2 separate regions of the Arachis hypogaea genome follow, and region 1 is linked to region 2. A link is a contact called in public Hi-C data. All regions are on one chromosome and are shown on one strand. The core of a region is the stretch at or near the end of the contact, and the rest is flanking DNA. Distances in the headings are between cores, read along the strand shown. Region 1 holds the start of LOC112732776 (sodium/hydrogen exchanger 8). Region 2 holds the start of LOC112732772 (probable copper-transporting ATPase HMA5).

Evidence for each region. Hi-C and Micro-C count contacts between places; a contact is called where the count stands out from the background.
Region 1: a Hi-C map of leaf shows a contact between it and region 2, with 2.1 times the contacts expected there. The contact joins the promoter of LOC112732776 here to the promoter of LOC112732772 in region 2. A contact is called at or near these places in 2 of 8 Hi-C or Micro-C datasets (both in leaf).

Annotation. Positions count from the first base shown.
Region 1 is chr13:114,746,090-114,749,129 of arahy.Tifrunner.gnm2.J5K5, forward strand. It overlaps LOC112732776 (sodium/hydrogen exchanger 8), which reads left to right and starts at 1,343. Exons shown (of 10, transcript XM_025781571.3): 1 at 1,343-1,548; 2 at 2,367-2,429.
Region 2 is chr13:114,445,587-114,448,589 of arahy.Tifrunner.gnm2.J5K5, forward strand. It overlaps LOC112732772 (probable copper-transporting ATPase HMA5), which reads right to left and starts at 1,389. Exons shown (of 6, transcript XM_025781552.3): 1 at 1,005-1,389. The coding sequence starts at 1,310.

The DNA.
Region 1 (3,040 bases), core at 93-2,592, 300 kb after region 2:
ACTCTAGAAGTGCAGCGATGAAGGGATGACACGATGCTGAACGACGACGCTGACTCGCTGAGAACGACGACGCTGACTTGCTGAGAATGACGATGCTAAACGAAACGATGCGGGTGCCACGACGACAGCAGAGAGAACGATGGCGCACTGAGGCGAATGACGCGAAGAGAGAAGAGAGATACTGAGAATAAACGAGGGATGGAGAGAGGCTAAGAATGACGCCGGGAGATGCACTGAGACCGGCAGCAAGGGCTGGGCTGGACGGCAACAGCAGAGACCAGAGAAGACAGAAGAGTGGAGAAAGGGGTGGTGGTTCTGACTTCTGTGGATAGAAAGGAGAGTGCAGTGAGTTTACAGGGTAAAGAAATTACGGTTACACTAGATGAATTTTAAAAATATTTATGGTAAATATAAAAGTTAATTATTATTATTAACCCCTATATGGGTTATATTTGTAAATTATTGATTGAGCACATCTGAAAAACTTAAAAGACTTGAACTTATTAAAGACAGACACTATAAATTGTCCACACTTTGAAATTTGTTGTAAGGCAATAATACATAAAAAAAATGTGAGTTTGTACCAAGAGAATTTAATATTATTTTAAATTTGATAATACAATCATTACAAAATTTAATAGTTTTTTTCAAAATAGAGCATGATTGAATCAAAATCGTTTACGGACCCATTCAATAAGTAATTTTATTTTGCAATATTTAATTTTTATCATTTAACTTTTAACTTTTGTAACTTACAAAGTTACACAAACAAATAACTTTATACATCATTATTAATTTAATATCAATGACTAATTACTAATTTGACAATCAAAATATGCAACACGATATTCTTTAATTGCATTAAATTAAAATTAAAATATTAAAATTAAAACTGAAATATACATATATCACTACAAGAAAAAGTGTATTTTTCGATGCTAAAAATCGACGGTTATCTCTCCCATCGATATTTTTCGACGGCTTGCTGTCGATATTATTAAAAATGATAATTAAAAATAAAATATTAAAGTCAACAGCAAGGTCGTCGATTTTTTGGTAATCCATTAACCGTTCTCTTATTATCGACATATTCTCGACGGACCGTGAGTGGAAAATACTTTTATTTTAAAATCGACGAACATAGCATCTATTTTATTATTTAAAATATCGACACATTTTGTCGTCGATAAATTTAAACGATCTTAATCACTTTTCAAAATAAAATGGAGGGTATAGATTTAATATATAAAATCGACGACTAAGACATTTTTTTTTAAATTAAAATCAACGAGTATGCTATCGATTTTTATCAATAAAATAACTTTTCCCCCACTCACTCCTCGCGTTTCCTTCATTTCCCCAAATTCACCATTTCAATTTTCCCCGACCCTTATTTTATCCCTGAATTCACCTTGCATACTTCAACCCTCATTCTCCATCCGTCGCTCTACTGCTTCCGTGCGGCTGTCGCTCCACTGCTTCCATCACATCGGTGCTGCTGTTGCTTTGTCTCTCTGCACTGTTGTTGTTGCTGCTCAATCAAAATTAGTTACTCACTTACTCTCTCTCTCTCTCTCTCTCTTTTGTTCTTCATTGATTTTTCATCAATTTTTTGGATAAAAAATTTGCTTAGCATTACTACAGAATAGGTCTTCAAAGATTGATTTGGTACTAATCATTAATCTAATTTGGATCCTGAAGCAACTTAAAAAGCACAGAAGAACCTAGTATCTAATTTCTTCAATCCCTAATTTCTCAGATTCACTTCAATTATTCTGTAGCATAAACTCATGTTTTTTTTTATTCACTACTTTTTTTAATGATTCTGTTTGTATTGAGCGACTTTAATTTGTTTTCTTTTGTTTTAGATTGAATCTTAACTCTATAATTTGTTACTGAACTCTTTTCAAAGCCAACTTCAGTTTCATTTGGAAATTCCCTATTTCAGGTACAAACTATGACCTAATCGTAATCTCCTATTTCCTAAATCCAGAAATCCTGGTCATGTTTTTTCTGGTCCTAATCGTGACTCTCTGAAGTCATGAACTCTACTGAGAGGAAAGAATTATTCAGAAATTTTTAATTTATGCCTAGAATTAATCATGTTTGTGGTGGCTAAGTCATCTAAAATCTAAACCAAATATAGGTGTTGTTGCTTTTTGCATTTTGTATAGGACTCAGATCTCTCTATTTCATTGCCTACATTCTGAACAAATTGACTAGTTGTTTGCACTTATTAGATTTATTGCAAGATTTTACAATGACTAATTTGTTCCCAAAAACTAACGATAGTTAAATCCTGGTCATGTTTTTTTTGTTCTATTTTATTTTAAGAGCTAATATGTGTCTAAGTTTTGTGCTAGCAGAAAACAAGTTCGCAGTGAGAAGTGGAGCCAAAACTTCAGGTGATCTTCCTCAGTTTGAGTCCTGTAAGTCAATTTCAATTATTGATCTAGATAAGAACAACTTATCTGGAACTATACTAAACAGCTTTTCCAAATGTCAGGCTCTTGAAAAACTGAACTTGTCGAACAACAATATGATAGGTCATATACCAGAAGAACTAGCCAGTATCCCTGTTCTTAGTGTTATAGACCTATCAAATAAATCAATGGCCCCATACCTGAAAAGTTTGGTAGTTCTTAAAGTTTACAACTTCTCAATGTGTCCTTCAACAATATCATGGGTTCAATTCCAACAGGGAATTCATTCAAATTGATGGGTAGCAATGCATTTGTTGGGAATTCTGAACTTTGTGGAGCACCGCTCTGACCATGTCCTGGTTCAGTTGGAATATTGGGGAGCAAAGGAACATGGAGGCTTACCCGTATTCTGCTACTATGTTTAGGGTTGTTAGTAATCCTTCTAGGAGTCGCTTTTGGAACACTTTATTAAAGAAGAGGGATCAAAAGTCGATGGAAGATGGTCTCATTTGCTGAACACTTTATGTCATTTTGAATTAAGCTTCTACCTTTATGTCATTTTGGGTTTCTCTTGTTTTTAATTTCAGTGAATGATCAACTAAGTTAGATTATTTAAC
Region 2 (3,003 bases), core at 139-2,638:
TACGTACTCTGTACTCAGGGAGAATGAGAGAAGGAGAATGAGAGAAGGAGAGAGCGGGAGAGAGCGTTTGAAAGTGAAACACGGTGAAAAAAATGGTCATGCCATCGAAAGAGATAAGGGGGAGAGCGTGAAAGGGTTTGCATTAGGTGTGAAGGAGGGATCAAGTAAGGGCAACCTTAGTTCTAGGGTGACTTCCAAGATTTCTTTCCGTGACAAGGTTATTGGATGACTAGATATGGTGTCAAGATTAACTCTAATCATGTTATTTGGTTTGAGTCTTGTACTGATCTCCAGCAAATCATTCGCTCGAATATAAGATAGTATTTGCTTTGTTTCTTTCCATGTTTAGACAAAAAAAATGTAAGTGGGTATCTACATTTGGATTCATATATATAAGAGTACTTCAAAAAAAAAAAACTGTGTATTAATTTTTTTTATATGAATAATATAGAAGTATAGATATATCGAATTTAGTATATTTTTATTATCATTAAATAAAGTACTTTTTAAAATAATATATAAAAAATAAATTATAACCACCGTATTCATTATAGCATAATCATATACTAGAATGATCCTATATAAAAATAAAAGATAAAAAATGATGTACTATTCATTTTTTTAGGGTTTCATAAATCAACATCAATGTTGTTAGAGTTCAACTGTGCAGTAGGAATGGATTACTTCCACGAGAATATAGTATGATAAGACAATACTAAAATAAGACTAAGGGAAGAATAATTGTTATTAAAGAAATACTTAATTAAAAATTTGGATGTAAAACTTGATAATTTCATGTTCATATAATTGATTAATTAGTCACAAAACCGGATAAAGAATTGTCAAACGTGTATGAGCATCACAATCTCCATTGTTCATTCAGTTCTGCATAGTACAATAATCAATGGAAGCAAAATCCTTGAAATCACATATATACACATTCACGTAAGATATGATAGCTAGGGTTAGCAATAACTAGTAAAGTTTAATAATGGTGTACTTACGTTAACGAAAGTGGGGTAGAAGAGGACCTGAGCACGGTTGTTAAGAACATCTACGACGGCCTCACGAATACCCGGAAGGCGTTTGATGGATTTTTCGACGGAGCCGGCACAGGCGGAGCAAGTCATTCCAGTGACGCAGAAATAGGCTTTTGCCAAGACCATAGTGTCCATGCTGCTCCCTTCTGCCGCCGAGACGCCCTTTGGATACCTCGGCATAGAAGGGTAGCGTGGTCGCGGCGAAAGGTGGCCGGAACTCGAGCCTCCATCGTTGCACACGCAAGCTAACGCGAGAAAGTTATTAGCCATGGAGGCATGCGAACAATAACTAACGTAACAACAAGATAGAAGCAGAAAATGCGTAACTTCAAATTAAAGGTTCAGTATCATTATCTGCTTTCCATCCCTTCTATTTATACTCGAATCTTGGCTTGGTTCTTAATTCAATTTTCTTTTTCCCTTTATTGCTCCAGACGGTGATAAACCCTGCTGGGCTCATGAAATTCAGCGACAAGACTTCCATATTATATCTAATAAATAAATATTTCCTGCCTCATTTATAATATTAATATTTGGGAGCCACTTAGATAAAGATGTCAAAAATATTTTTTTTTTAAAGGTGTTTTTTAAAAATTAGAATTTAACACATATAATCAATTAAATTGTATTATTTTTATTAAAATTAGACTGGACAAATCAGTTTAGCAAAAAAATTAATAAATTAAATTTTTAAACCAGTATAAATTAATATTTTTTTATAAAAAATTACTACAATATCCCTATTATAAAATACAACTAAAATATCCCTAACGATAGAGAAGAAAAGGGCTAGAATTTAAAATTCTCAAAATTAATATATATAATAAGAGTATTTTAGTCATTTTATATAATAGGATATTGTAGTCATTTTTTATAAAAAAATAATATTAATTTAGACGAATTTAAAATTTGATTCACTATTTTTCGGTTAAATTAATTTGTCTGACCTAATTTTGACAAAAATAACATAATTTAAGTGATTATATGTGTTAAATTTTAATTATTAAAAAATATCTTTAAAAAAAGACGTTTTTTGCGTTTTTATGGGAGCATCCCCTTAATATTTTTAGTTTAATTTTGATGCTAATAGTTTATAGTTATACAATCATATCCATCTACTTAAATGATTATTCATATAGTTAATAAAAATAATAATAATTTTTTATAATGTGATATTATATTATTAGATGCATATGTAAAATTATTTTATATAATAGCATAATTTTTTCATACTCATCTAAAAGATCGCGAATTTGAATCTCTCTATCTTTAATAAAAAAAAGTATATCAAAATTAAATTCTTAATATTCGTCTATTTGTATAAAAAATATTTAAATTATTTTTAGAAAATAAAATAAGAAGATACATGTTAATTATTGAAAAATATTATTATCAAGATGTAGATGCAGCTGACCATTTTATTTTTACTTTGAATATATTGTATTGATGTAGACTCTAACCAATTGTAATTAGTATCTTAACAGAATTGCATTAAACCACTTAATCAAGTATTTATATTTGTGTATCTGATCATTTATTGTTAAGTAATAAATTTTAAATGGAACTTAAATTTAGATTTTTTCACTTAAATAAAATAATCTCATTCTAAATTTACTTGATTTTCCTAAAATTATTTTTGAGATCTAAATATTCTTTTTCTAATAATATATAAGTCGTTCTAAAATTTTGTAGTTTATATAATATATTAATCACTGCACCTTATTAAAACGATTTATGCATGACTTGTGAAGAGTAACATCTAAATCTAGGGCTGGCAATGGATAGGGTATGGTAAAATTTGGACTCTATCCTAACTCTACCTGCAGGTTGAAAATTTTATTAAAACTCTACTCTACTCTACTTGTGGGTTGAAAATCTCTCAACCCTAATCCTATCCGCACCCTAAAGTTCTAAACCCTACCTTACCCTACCATACCCGCAGAAATATCAATTTTTTTCAAAG